Regions from separate parts of the Mus musculus genome. Here region 2 is linked to region 1. A link is a contact called in public Hi-C data. All regions are on one chromosome and are shown on one strand. Each heading gives the region's core, a stretch centred on a gene start, on an enhancer-like site or on the middle of the called end of the contact. The rest is flanking DNA. Distances are from core to core; before and after follow the strand shown.

Region 1 (6,340 bases), core at 1,852-4,351:
AACACAGCTAGAATCCCAGCAAGATCACTTTCCTAGCTGCATAACATGGGCAAGTTCTTCAGTGTCTTAATGATTCCCTCCATGTCTTTATCTACACAGTAAGATAATATCACATACAGTTGTGTGAACTTGTATGGCAGTGTGTACTTTCCAACTTGACCTAGTACTTAGTACACGAGTGTGCGTGAACAAGTTAATCAAGCATGCCCTTGTGTGTGTGCAATTATGGTGAGTGGACTTGCCTCACTTGGATGAGACCTTTTCTACCAGTGAAATTTCGGAGTCCCTGGCTTCTGGTGGTTTGGAGACTAGAATGTTCTGTGTGGTCCTTTTGACCTTCTGGCTATTGTGGGTCCCCCTCCCACTCCCAGTAATCCTCAGAGACAAATTGCTAGCATCTGAGAAAGTCGTAATGAAGGACAGTTCATAAGGGAAGGCTATGTGGATGAGAAAGAAAGTCCACAAGTTGCCTGGACACTGCCTCTCTTTTATAAATCTGGCAAACTGTTAGCGGTCTCTTTCTCTGCAGTCAGGGATTTTAATGGCATTCTAAAAAGCCCCCGGTTTCCATTCTTTGCTCATTAGTGAGCATTCGTCAGATCTCTCCATGGAGAAGTTCACCAAACAGACTCAGAGCTCAAGATCCTAGAGCCTCTACACAGACACATTGGCTATTTCCTGTCTCCTATGTTTGATTTGCTGCAAAGGATTAAACTCTGTCCTAGGTTCATCTCCATCAACAGCACATGGAGAGAGAGCTGGACCAGATGGAGTTTAGGTCTGCTCAGCAGCAGAATGGGTTTCATTTCCCAGCCTCAGCATGCTCATCTGTAAGAAGATGGCATCCTCTCTTCCCTATCTTCTTCCAGCTTGAAGCTTATGTCTAAGGAGACAGTCCCTTGATGGGAAGACTTGAACTTAATGCTTCTTTCCTTTATCCATCCCCCTATTTAATAGTTAATCTACATTAATCTTTTTTCCCTGAATAAGCATTTTAAGAAATCTTTTTTTCTCTTTGAATGAGTGTAAGTCTTTTGTTTCTGAGTAAATATTAAACATGTGCAATGCGATGTTGGCCTTCTGTAAGAATAAGTGGTTCCATGTTGCCCAAACCAATGTATCCAAGGGCCAATTTGACCACAAAGAGTTTTTCTTGGGAGTGTCAAGCAGAGGCCAGGGGGCGCCATAATCAGCTTTCTTGCTTGGTTTATTTAATATATTTTGGGGGACTATTTTTACTTGAGTAGAGAAGACTCCAAGTAAACAACTTAACACAATGCATATTCTACCAGATAGTATGCCTCAAAGATCAGAGACCTAGGCTTTCCAGTCTCAGTTCTGCTAAATATAACATTCATTTTCAAGGTCACACCGTGTTCTAAGATGAGAACATGTTTTCCATTTTCCTATTTGGTCATCACTGCATTTAGCATTTTAGGCTTCAAGAAAGAGAGCAGAGAAGTCCCTTCAGGATGCTTTCTTCAAGGGATGCATAAAATATTCAATTGCATCCCATTGGGCAGGATTCAGTCATATGGCCACTTCTGATAGCAAAGGGAGTCTGGGAATTACACTCTCCATTTCAAACTGGCTAAGAGTACAAAAGATTTGGCAAAGACTGAGAAAGAAATATTGAAAAGGTATTAGAAGCCCTGTCCCTAGTGGAGGCTTTTCTTGATGGCGGTGATGGGGAGAAGATGAAGCAGGCTAAATGAGTCCAAAGGTTGTCAAGTTTTGCGTATAATGGGTCGCATACTGCAGCCATACTGACTGTTTTGCTGTGATGCTGCTCAGCAACTGTAAGGAGAGTAGCCAGGAGTGAGCGATATGCAAATGAATGTGCTTGGCTGGATTCACCAAGTAGGCTTTCACCTATCCTGAGCTAAACAGGAAAATACTACAGACAGAGCCAGTCTCTGATGATCAGTGTACTTGGTATTGTGCTGAGCCCTTCACAGCCTTGTACTGTACACTGTAACAGTTCCCAACAAAACCCTTGGAATGTGTCCTCTTACTCCTGTCCTCCTTCTCCTCTCTCCTCTCTCTCCTCCTCCTCTGCCTCAAGAGGGGCTTATCAAGAATCTGGGTTGGAAAATGTAGTATCTGTCTTGACTTTGCAGGGCATGTACACAGAAGATGGATTTCAATGGAGACGTTGTCTCTACAACCCATTCTCACCCTGTTCTCCAAAGAAGTCTAGCAATCCAGAGGCTGTGGAAATGGGATTTGTTCCAAAACAGTAAACTCAGAACGCACCAAAGACTTCAGTGAACAGTTTAAACAACTTAGTGTATAGTTAGTAAGAGTGGCCAGTTAAAGGAGAAGAAGCCATTTTGTAGTGTGTTGGTCAGAAAACTTTGATGTGCTGCACACATTCCGAGCTAAGTGATGGATGTAAAGACTCCTTCAGTCTTCCTTTCCCCAGCTCCTCTGGCCAGAATCACTGTAATCAGCAGAGCTTCCGGAAAAGGCCTGACTGCTAGCAGCTATGAGCTGAATGGGGTCGCTCTCTACCTCCATATGCGCATGCTGAAAGCCCAGGTCCATGGGGCTGTTTAGGATGTGGTTTACACCCATCTGAGGATGCTGCTGCGCTGGGTGGAAGCAGAAGACAGAAACAGAAAGTGCCTGGCTGAGTTAAAAGATGAGACAGTCTTAGTCAGCGGAGACCAGAATCTGGATAAACTTTGTTCTCAGATAAATGGAGATACACTGGTTTGAGAGCAGAGCTAAAAGATGAAGTGTTTGTGTTACTTTGGAAACATTGAACCCAGCAGCAAATCCCTCTGTAGGTATCCAGTAGGTTGATGTTTTAGCTTTCTGCAGGCTGTATAATACAGACACAGTGCTCCCCAAATGCTGCTGGGTTTTGCTTTGCTGTGAGGCTAAATCAGCAAAGCATGGACTTCTAGGATGGAACACTGGCCTTCCCACAGTGGCTCCTGCCATATTTTTTCAGCTTGTGTCTATTAGTTCTATGTCACTCTTACAAATTACTGAGAGAAAAATTCAGAAGAGGAAAGATTTATTCTGACTTGGTTTCATCAGAAAGTAGGCCATGGTGGGGGCAGGGAGAGCAGTAATAGAAAGGGATAGACAAGATGTATCTTTCAATGGCATGCCCCAAGTGACCTACTTTCTCTAGTCAGGCTCCCCGCCTCCACCACCTCCTATAAGTGTGTTAAGTTTTTTACCCATCAATAGATTAAATCTTTGGTTAGGTGTCTATCCCTCTCTAATTGTTTCTAGGAACTCCATTACCAATACACCCCAGAAGTGTACTTCACTAATCTCTTAAGTGGTTTTTTTTTCAAATGCAATCAACTTGACCATTAATTAGGATTAACCACCACACCTGGCTCTTTATGATTCCTGGAAAGCAAACTGTATTCTCAACTCTAGGATAGCTTATTTTTTTGAGATAGCATCAATGATCTGATCAATGCACAGGCTTTACAGAGCAGAGCATATATGTCATCTCATTTGATCTTCATAGGACTGCTAAAGGGTAGGGTCAGGCAACATGAGACTAGTACTCCTTGATCATCTCCCAGGGTGTAACTGGCTAGATACTCTGACCTGTTCTATTTGGAACTGTTCACTGCCACTTGTGGGGCATATTATTACTGTATATCTATCTACAGATAGAATAGAAGTTAAGTGATTGACTCAAGACCTGACAACTGGATGCAATAATACCTGAACTTTGAGCTTGGCAAATTGATTCCTGTTACCTCTCTCATGATGAGCCATCTCTAGACACATATACATGGTTCAGGATAGACTTGGTAAAGGATTTCAGAGAGAAACCAGACTCTACCCAAAGTCTAGAACTACTATGCCAATTAAAATTGACAAGAGTGGCCAGACATAGTGATACATACCTGTAACCCTAAGACTCAGGGGGGCTAGGCAAGAAGAGAGCATGTCCAAGCTGAGCTATACCATAAAATTATAAAGAGTATTAGTCAGTCCCCCATCCCTGGAGAATTAACCTATGAAAGTAGATATGGTAGCTAATATGAAGGGAATAAAGAAGCTGAGACTCAGGGTGGGTTAGTAATACAGATTTAGGTTCATGACAGAACAACAAAACTAAGCAAGAATGAGTCAGCAAGAACTGACCTTTTTAAGAGTTATTCTCTATGGAGCCAATAGGTATAAGAATACTATATCCAGCCACTACTTAGTGCTCAAAGAAGCATCTATTCTGATGTGCTAGAGTTTATGCCATACCTATTGTTAAATAGTTTGAATTCCACCAGTAAATCCAGCAATATACCTTGTATAGCTCATGTTGTCATGAAGGGAGAGAGTCCAATAAAAAATTTGAGCCATTGGGTCTAGAGGGTTGGCTTAGCAGTTATAATAACCTGTAGATCACCCGAGTTTGATTTCCAGCGTTCAGATGCAGTCATAACGGTCTGTAACTCCTGTTCCAAGGGATCTAACTTACCCTTCTAGTCTCTCTGACTCTAGACATGTATGTTGTGCACATATGTACATGCAGGGAAAACATTCATACACATAGAATAAAATGAATAATTTGAAAAGAAAACCAGCTAATGAACAAGTCAGAAAGTATGCTAAATACCATCACACACAAAAATGGAGTGTTGTGATGGAGGTGGTCTAGGCACTGTAATCATGAAAGCTTTTACAAAGAAGCGACAGCAAAGCCGGGAGCTCAGGTGAGGAAGGAGCCAGCATTTGAGAACAGTATCTCATGGATAACTGGGGTTTCTCATCTCGGGTAAGCAGAGGCAAGAGTATTTAGAACACAGGAGTATAGTGTGCCTACGAGACAATTGAATGAGGGAGAAACGACAGATTATAGGAGATCAGGGAAGGAGAAGGGCATGGCTAAGTCACGGAAGGTTCTAAAACTGAGCTTTTCTGTAAGTTTCAGGGACACTACGAGAATATTAAGCAGGGATAGACAAGATCTGACTTATGTTCATCAAAGAATGTCAGTTGCATGAGAAGCATGGGTCCTAATTGGACAAGGCAGGGTGCAGAAAGACCCAGTAGGTAGTGTGTTCTGAACTGCAGAGGGAGTCACGTGAGGGCAGGAAGTGATTGCTTCGGGATACATGTTGGGTGTGGAGTTGACAGATAACCTGAGTCTATCGGAAGGGCTTAGACTCATGTTCCTGTCCTAGATTGTTGGTCTAAGCATCAGGATGGAAAAAAACCGGAGAGGAGCAGGTTTTGCAGGTTTTCCTGGTTTGAACACATCAAGTTTTCGATGGCTGCTGGGTATGTAGGTCAATACACCTTTATATATAAGATCCATGATGGGAAAGGGAACTAACTATGCACATGATATGCAAGGCACCTAAGCTCAAAATTAAAGCCATTGCCTGGAAGTGCCATAAAGTGTCAACACTCAGGAAAACTCCACGTTGATTATTGGTTTGTGAGCCTATGCTTGTAAACAAAAGTCATCCAGACATGCATAGAAAGGCAGGCAGAGCCGCGCACAGAAGGCCATGACGGGAGTTGACTGGACACTACTGAACTGATCTGGATTGGCATTCTCTCTCTCTTTTTAAATATTATTTATTTTTATTTATGTGAGTACACTGTTGCTGTCTTCAGACACATACTAGAACAGTGCATCGGATCCCATTACAGATGGTTGTGAGCCACCATGTGGTTGCTGGGAATTGAATTCAGGACCTCTGGAAGAGCAGTCAGTGCTCTTAACCACTGAGCCATCAAGTACTATCCTGGAAGCAAAATACAGAAGTTGGAGATGAGTGTGGCTGGCATCAGGATGAACAGCGAAGAGTTATCCCCAGCAGTTCATGTGAGATATCATGAAGGCTGGAACTTAGCTTCTGACCACATGGAAGATGAGGGGACAGATTAAAAAAAGTTAATGGAGCTCTGACTGTATGTGGTACTGTTTTGGCTGTGAGAGAGGAATCCACAAGGACACAGTTTTCAGCCTGGTTACATGTTGGAGCCATTGAATGAAATGCAGACCATACCATATACCTTTGAGAACAGACATGAATTTCATTCTGTCTTCCTTTCTTCTGTCCATTCTGTGCCCACTTTCAGGTTGTGGAGGTGATGGGACTTAGCATAGTCCTAGAGGAATTATTCTTTGAAGAAAGCCCTGTCCTGGGTATTCGTCGGACCTGGGAGATAGATGGCGGCATGGCATTCAAGAGACATGGTCACAGAACGAGAAATCACGGGAAATAGAAAACAGGAGAGCAGAAAGAGAGAGAATGGCCACAGCAGTGTCAATGAGAGAGGGCTTACAAGGGTTCAGTGGATGGGGCTTTGGCCACAGCGGTAGCTGAAGCTGTTTCCATAGGTAGAAGTC
Region 2 (6,340 bases), core at 1,805-4,304, 130 kb after region 1:
TATTACTTACCTTGAATTAAGTAAATCGGTGAAGATGAAATCATAGTTTGAAAAATATTTCATCTGAATTATTAGCTAGATTGTAGAAAACATACGTTCAGATAATATATACTTTAAAATGCTTCCTTATATAAGACCTTGGGTAGCACTTGCAAAACAGTGAGGAAAAGCCCTTACTATTCTTTTGCAAAGATTTACACTCCTTTTTCAAACAGAGGTAAGCTGTGTAGTCACTACAAACTCTTAGGTAGTTGGGGGAGCAAGATACGAAGACACTCCAGAGTAGTGTCTGTGGAGCTAAACCAATACCTGTGGGGATGAACCAATAAATAATTAGCCAGACTGCTTCTCTCCTTTTGGATCTGTGGGAATCTGTAAGCCCCGAGGTCTTGACACTGAAGAGGAAAGAAGACACTGAGTAATTGAGACCCTCTGCCAAACAGCATGTATCTGAACACTCCACACCAGAAAAGCTATGATTCTAACAGCCCTTCTGCGGTACTGGGTTCTGCCCCTTACCATCTAAATACTTCCTGCTTCTTCAGCTGCTGAGGGCCTGCTGTGGGTCTATCTCTTAATTTTCATGCTGTGCTTGGACTGATGAAAGTTGACATGCTAGTAAAGAGAGCTTAGAAGCATGACTCTACAGGATCTTTCACCCAGCCATTGCTTCATATCAACCAGAGAGCTGACCGTACCTTCAGTGTTTCACTTCCCATAAGGAGCAGGATGGGAGAAAAAGCACACAGTTCCATCCCATCATGCTTTAATTCACTCAACATTGGAAATCTCATTTCTACTCAGGTACCAATCTTGAGTTGTGTAGCCATCAATGGATAGCTAGTGTCTACCATGGTCAATGATGCCAGGTCTGCTTAGTAGAACTCCTTTATCAGGCCAGGCACCACTCCAGGTGTGCAGTCACTGATCCTCGCTCCAAGTTGGAGCATTAAGTTTCAGATTACTGTCTTGGCTTAATGTCCACATAATTTCCACTGAAGTATAGCATCAACCTCAGTTAGCGACTTTCTTGCATTGTCCCCTCCTCTTTCCCTGCTGACTGCCCTACCACACATAGGCAATATATGTGTTTATTTGTTTTCTTTGACTCCAATTATTCCTCAACCAATTGGGGTACTTTATCCAACTTGGTGCCTGTCAAATTATTGTTTAATCTCTTAACAAATTAAAATCTCTTATCAACCACTTGACAGATGAAACTCAAAAGAATATTTAGGGGCTTATCTTGAATGTGTCTTTCTGATGTGCAATTTGAAACTACAGGCTGGAGAGATGGCTCAGTGGTTAAGAGCACGGACTGCTCTTCCAAAGGTCCTGAGTTCAAATCCCAGCAACCACATGGTGGCTCACAGCCATCCGTAATGAGATCTGACACCCTCTTCTGGTGCATCTGAAGACAGCTACAGTGTACTTAGATATAATAATAAATAAATCTTTTAAAATATTATATATATATATTAACACACACACACAAAGTACTTAGCCACTGAGTATCTGAGTTTTCTATTACTCCATGAGAAGAAAGAAATAGTTCTGGTAATTTTTCAAGTTGAGAATTAGGCTTTCCGAGTTCTGGGTAGTGTTGGCATTTGTTTCAGATTACTTGAGTCAGGGCCCCCTGGCAGTCACACCCTGAGACGTTAACCTCTTTCCAAGAACTGCTTTAAAAGTTCAGGAAAAGGATGAGTGAGCTGACCTTAGCAAAATTAGATGTACTTTTCCAACTACAGTGCTTTGCTAATCAGTGTCAAAGTTCTAGGTTTTCAGCCATCAAATGCTAAGAGACCTTTAGACACTTGTGTCCCCACCTCCTCCAGGAGACAGAAACACTGAATTTGATGAAGCCATGGCACGTGGGTCATAACTTGCTGTGTGATTATAATTGGATTTAGTTTGCATGGGACATGAACATTTTTTAATATTATTTTTTTAGTCTCCATGGAAGCCCTGCTGTTCAGTTATTGAGTTTGCATTCCAATTAGCACCTTTACATCTCACCCACTGTAGCTTCTCTCTCCATAAATCTGTGATGACATTTCTGAGAAGATCCACTGACATTCTAGCCAAGCCAGTCAACCTCTGCTTTTGCTGACTAGTTCATCTTACCATTTCACTAGCTGGATGTACGATGTTTTATCCTAGGTTTAACCAAAGCTCTAATAGAGCCACTTATGAACAGTTAGATGGTTTCCTTAGAGCTCCCCTGACTGTTGAAAGAGAACTTTGAACACCTGTGTAAGTAACTGGGTCACCCTTCGGGATCTCGAAAAGCTCTGCTGTCCCTTTCTTTTCCCGTCTTCTTTCTTTGTTTAATTTAATCAATTAGTTGTGAGGTGTGCCAGGTTTTTCACTGCCCCCTCTCTTTTCATCCACACCACCGGCCCAAATCCAAGCCTATGACTACTTAGAAGGTCTTTGGCCTGGGGACACACGATGTGGGTGGGTGGAACCGCAAAACACACAGCAGCAGCAAGGGCCAATGAGCATGAAGGACAGGCAGAAGAGCACCAGGCAAGTCCAAGAAGCAGAAACAAGGGAGCCAAGAGAAGAGCAAGATGGGGCACAAGGTGGACATTATTCTCATTTGGTCAACTGGGCCAATCAGGACCAGGGACCTGCTAGGACCACTCTCAGAGGGACACAAGAGCTCTGTCCCAACTTCACATGAGATGTGAGGCATCACTCTAAACCTAGGTTGACTGGTGAGATGAGGCTTCCACCTTCAGGCAAGTGGAATCTGTGTCTGCTATCTAAAGAGCTAGCTACCCACCATCTCCCACACAGTGTGGAATGTTACCAAAATAGAGAGAGAGAGAGAAAGCCCATAAATCTCTGCTTGTCCAGTTCTTGCTTTGTAAAGGGGCCCAGCCACAGTCCTCAGCTTCTCCAGCCCACACTGAGTTCTCCCTGTGAGCCCTGTAGACTGTAGGCCTAAATCATGAAATATACCCATTAATCACCCTCCACCCAAGAGTGAGTGTGGGGTGGGGAACCCCCAACCGCACCTGGAGGCCTAAGAACTGGGCCCTGGGCCAACTCCTTCTCTCTGCATGCTGCTTAGGCTGCTGTCTCTCCTTCCTCTCCAGCATCGTTAGAAACACAGGCTAAACCTGTGTTCATTGACTCACCCTAAAACTTCAGGTTTGTGAATTTTCTGGTTGCTTGTGTCAAGCCATAAGGGTAGAACTCGTGTTCAAATTACTTTCTCCTCGTCCCCAACACCAGGCTTTTGCTGAAGCCTGGAAGGTTCACCCAATCTCATACTTCTGCTGCATCAGGATCTCCAGAGACCTGGGCTAAAACACAGGTTGCTGGATTGCTCTTCGGAGTATTGACTCGTGGCTGTGGCCACTGTGCTAGCATCTCTAGCAAGCTGCTTGGCAATACTGTTGCTGCTGCCACTGGAATGTGACCAGGGCACATTCTGATATCCACTGGCTTACTTGGATCACAGTTGGTAACAATACTCTTATGCCTAGGTGGTATTGCCTTAGTAGCAGGCACCTCCGCACTCTTTAAGGAGGCATCTGCTTTGTGTTCAGGACAAAAAATGAAGTGCCTGAGAAATCCTGCTTGGAGAAGATAGTGGTGAGGCTGAAGAGACCACAAGAGGATGTGCCTCTCTAGACACAAGGGCCGGGAGGGCCCATAGGCTAGAACTGGATTTAGAGGGAGAATGGAGTATGGGTTGCCTGATTTTCTTAGTGCCAGAGAACCTGTATAATTTCTGTGGATGCCAAGACTGGTAGCCAAGTCCTCGGTGAGTTCTCAGGGACTTGGGCAAGCTTTCTTTTCATTAAGTGTTTTTATTTAGACTTTAGATCTTTAAAGAACGAATAAGCTGCCGAGCTTGTTGCTATTCATCTTTAACCCCAGCATTCGGGAGGCAGAAGCAGGTGGCTCTCTGTGAGTGTGATGCTAGCCTGGGCTATCTAGTGAGTTGCAGCTAGGGATACATAATGGCATGCTGTCTTTAAAAACAGAACACTGAAATTCCACTAAAAGCACCAGGATTAAACTTGTACCACATTGCACAAGAGCTGTGAACTTTTCAAATTTATAGATTTCTTTGATCTTTACCAAAGTCTTGTCAGAGAGAAAAAGAGTAGAATAAATCATAATTCCCAGTGGGAAACCAAGGAATAGATATATGAAGAGTAAAGTCACGGTTGAGGTTTGCTGACAGATAGTTCAAGTCACTTCTTAAAGGGCCCCCGGAGAAGACCCTTTGTTAGGGCTCCTCTTTTGTTTCTAGTGAGATAGAGCCAGACTTTCGGATCTAATTCTGCGTAAATGGACATTTGGAGTGGTGTTTCCAAAGGTCTCGGGGAGGGGATTAAATCACTCTGTCTCTAGCTAAGCATCAGCATCTCAGCCTCTCCTGGAAGAGCTATATATCATCCTCCTGCCCAGGAGGTGGTCAGGGGTGTGATCAGGCCTAACTCTCTCTACATTTTATAGTCGCATGTTGCACTCCGACATAAATCTTGAACTAAAAAGGTCTACAGTAAATAAGAGCTGCTTGTGGACAAATCCTCCTGTTTTTTTTTGGCAACACTTATGCCATCTGCCTGTGCGACCCACAAACAAATCAATTTCATTGTACATCAAAATGACAGGTTTCCTGGGGCTTCCAGCACTTTCCCTAGAGAACTCCAGGGTGTGCAGGACCCTGAGGACCACGTAACCTAGCTCTTCTGTCTTCTGGATAATACCAGGCTCTATGGAACTCCTTAACAAGAAGAAGACCAGATGCCACAACAGGAGACCAGGCAAAAGTGGTTTGTGATTGAAAAGAGGAGCAGCCTTCTTGCTGGGTGTAGGAACATTGAGACCAGCTTCCCTTTGTCCTCAATACCATCATCCCCACCCCCATAGACAGCCTTGGACCTGAGGGTAGAGGAGTGCACATGCTATTTCACTAAGCCCCAGGTGCCTGCATTGTTTTCTCTTCCTGGTTAGCCTTCAAGGAAACTCCACCAAAAACCCATGTCTTTGGGACTTGAAGGAACCTGTCATGGCTAACAGGAGGTGGAGCTGGTATTAAAACTTAGGTTTTCATAAAGCCCTTGTTCTTTGCTGTGCCAGGCAGGGGTTCGTTAATGCCTGTCTTGGAGAAGATAAAACAAGTGACTTTGTTCACAGATGTGAATTCATCTCATCTCCTCTTATTTGGGGGGATTATGTTTGGGTATTAAATGGCTCATTCTTTTCTCAAAATCATGATTGTAATAGCTAGTGCTTCTCTCTCATCTTCCCCCTCCCTCCTTCTCTCGCTCCTCTTTTTACTTGAATGGGGCGGAAAAAAGCAATATATATATATATATATATATATATATATATATATATATATATATACACACATATGTGTATATATACATTTTCTGTTTTCATTAAGATTTTTTAAATTAGGCTATTATAATGGGCCACATTAGGGTATGTCCATACACATATGCAATGTACTTTGAGCATATGCCCTTTCCCCTCCACTAAGCATTTTTTTCTTGGTCCACATGTCCCAGAGTCCGCAGTCCCTGCTCTGTAGACACTGTCTTATCCTAGTCCAAGGAGAACATAGCTCTGAAATCTGTGCCCTGAGTGTCATGCCAAAATTCTGACTTAGAATCTACAACTTGATACCATTCTTTCCTTTGGGTTTAAGAGGGGAATGCCACCAGGTAAGGCTATCGGAGGCTTCATAGTGAAGGCAACCCCCACCCCCACCCCCAAACTGAGCACTCTTTCTTCTCCTAGTACTCTGCTAGGATGTACCGAGCGTCCAAGATGAGTTATGGTTTCTTGAACCGAAAGAATGTGCTAATTGGTTAGTATTCCTCTGGAATCATTTTTATTTACTTTATCTGTGGTGATTTTCTTTCGGTGGTGAAGCTTTACAGAGTACGGCACACTCGGCAGGAAGTGCCTCCCCCGAGCCTCCTAAACCCCAATGAAACACGTGAGTGTCAGAGCTGCCTCCCCTTGACAATATCATTCAATTGTGCCTACCAGCCATGTGACAAGGGTACCGATGACTCTCTCATGCTTGAGAAGACTGTTTCTGGTCACCCCTGGGCCTAAGGCAGCTGTGAACCCTGCTCCCCCAGAGCTCTGTGTCCTCTGCATCATCCTACTTCTGGGTGTCCACAGTGTCTCTCACTTGCGTCTTGAATTCCCTTTATGGCCTCGGTAAATCATCCCACACACCACAGAGCAGGGGGACATCTGATTTATGAAACCTACCTGCCTGGTTCTCTCAGTGGAAGATTCCCTTCGTGCAGGCTTCTCCCTCTTCACATTTTTTTTTCTTTTTGGATTTTTA

Evidence for each region. A called contact is a pair of places that touch in the nucleus more often than the background predicts.
Region 2: a contact with region 1 is called in a Hi-C map of the MNK3 cell line, with 2.5 times the contacts expected there. The contact joins two enhancer-like sites. A contact is called at or near these places in 1 of 15 datasets of contacts at CTCF or cohesin (CD8 T cells), 11 of 484 Hi-C or Micro-C datasets (CD8 T cells, the HPC-7 cell line, LSK cells and 8 more) and 4 of 115 datasets of contacts at active chromatin or transcription factors (the HPC-7 cell line, astrocytes, memory CD8 T cells and 1 more).

The regions. Positions count from the first base shown.
Region 1 is chr10:8,052,935-8,059,274 of GRCm38.p6, forward strand. No RefSeq gene overlaps it. Among named protein-coding and RNA genes, the nearest start is that of Gm30820, 76 kb to the left of the region's middle. Within about 2 kb of position 3,102, at least 47 of the 459 cell types and tissues checked have an H3K27ac peak or open chromatin away from gene starts, as enhancers often do. A contact at or near this core is called in CD8 T cells and the MNK3 cell line, where this site is marked.
Region 2 is chr10:8,178,942-8,185,281 of GRCm38.p6, forward strand. All of the region lies in intron 1 of Gm30906 (a long non-coding RNA gene), which reads left to right. Among named protein-coding and RNA genes, the nearest start is that of Gm30906, 6.0 kb to the left of the region's middle. Within about 2 kb of position 3,055, at least 12 of the 459 cell types and tissues checked have an H3K27ac peak or open chromatin away from gene starts, as enhancers often do. A contact at or near this core is called in CD8 T cells and the MNK3 cell line, where this site is marked.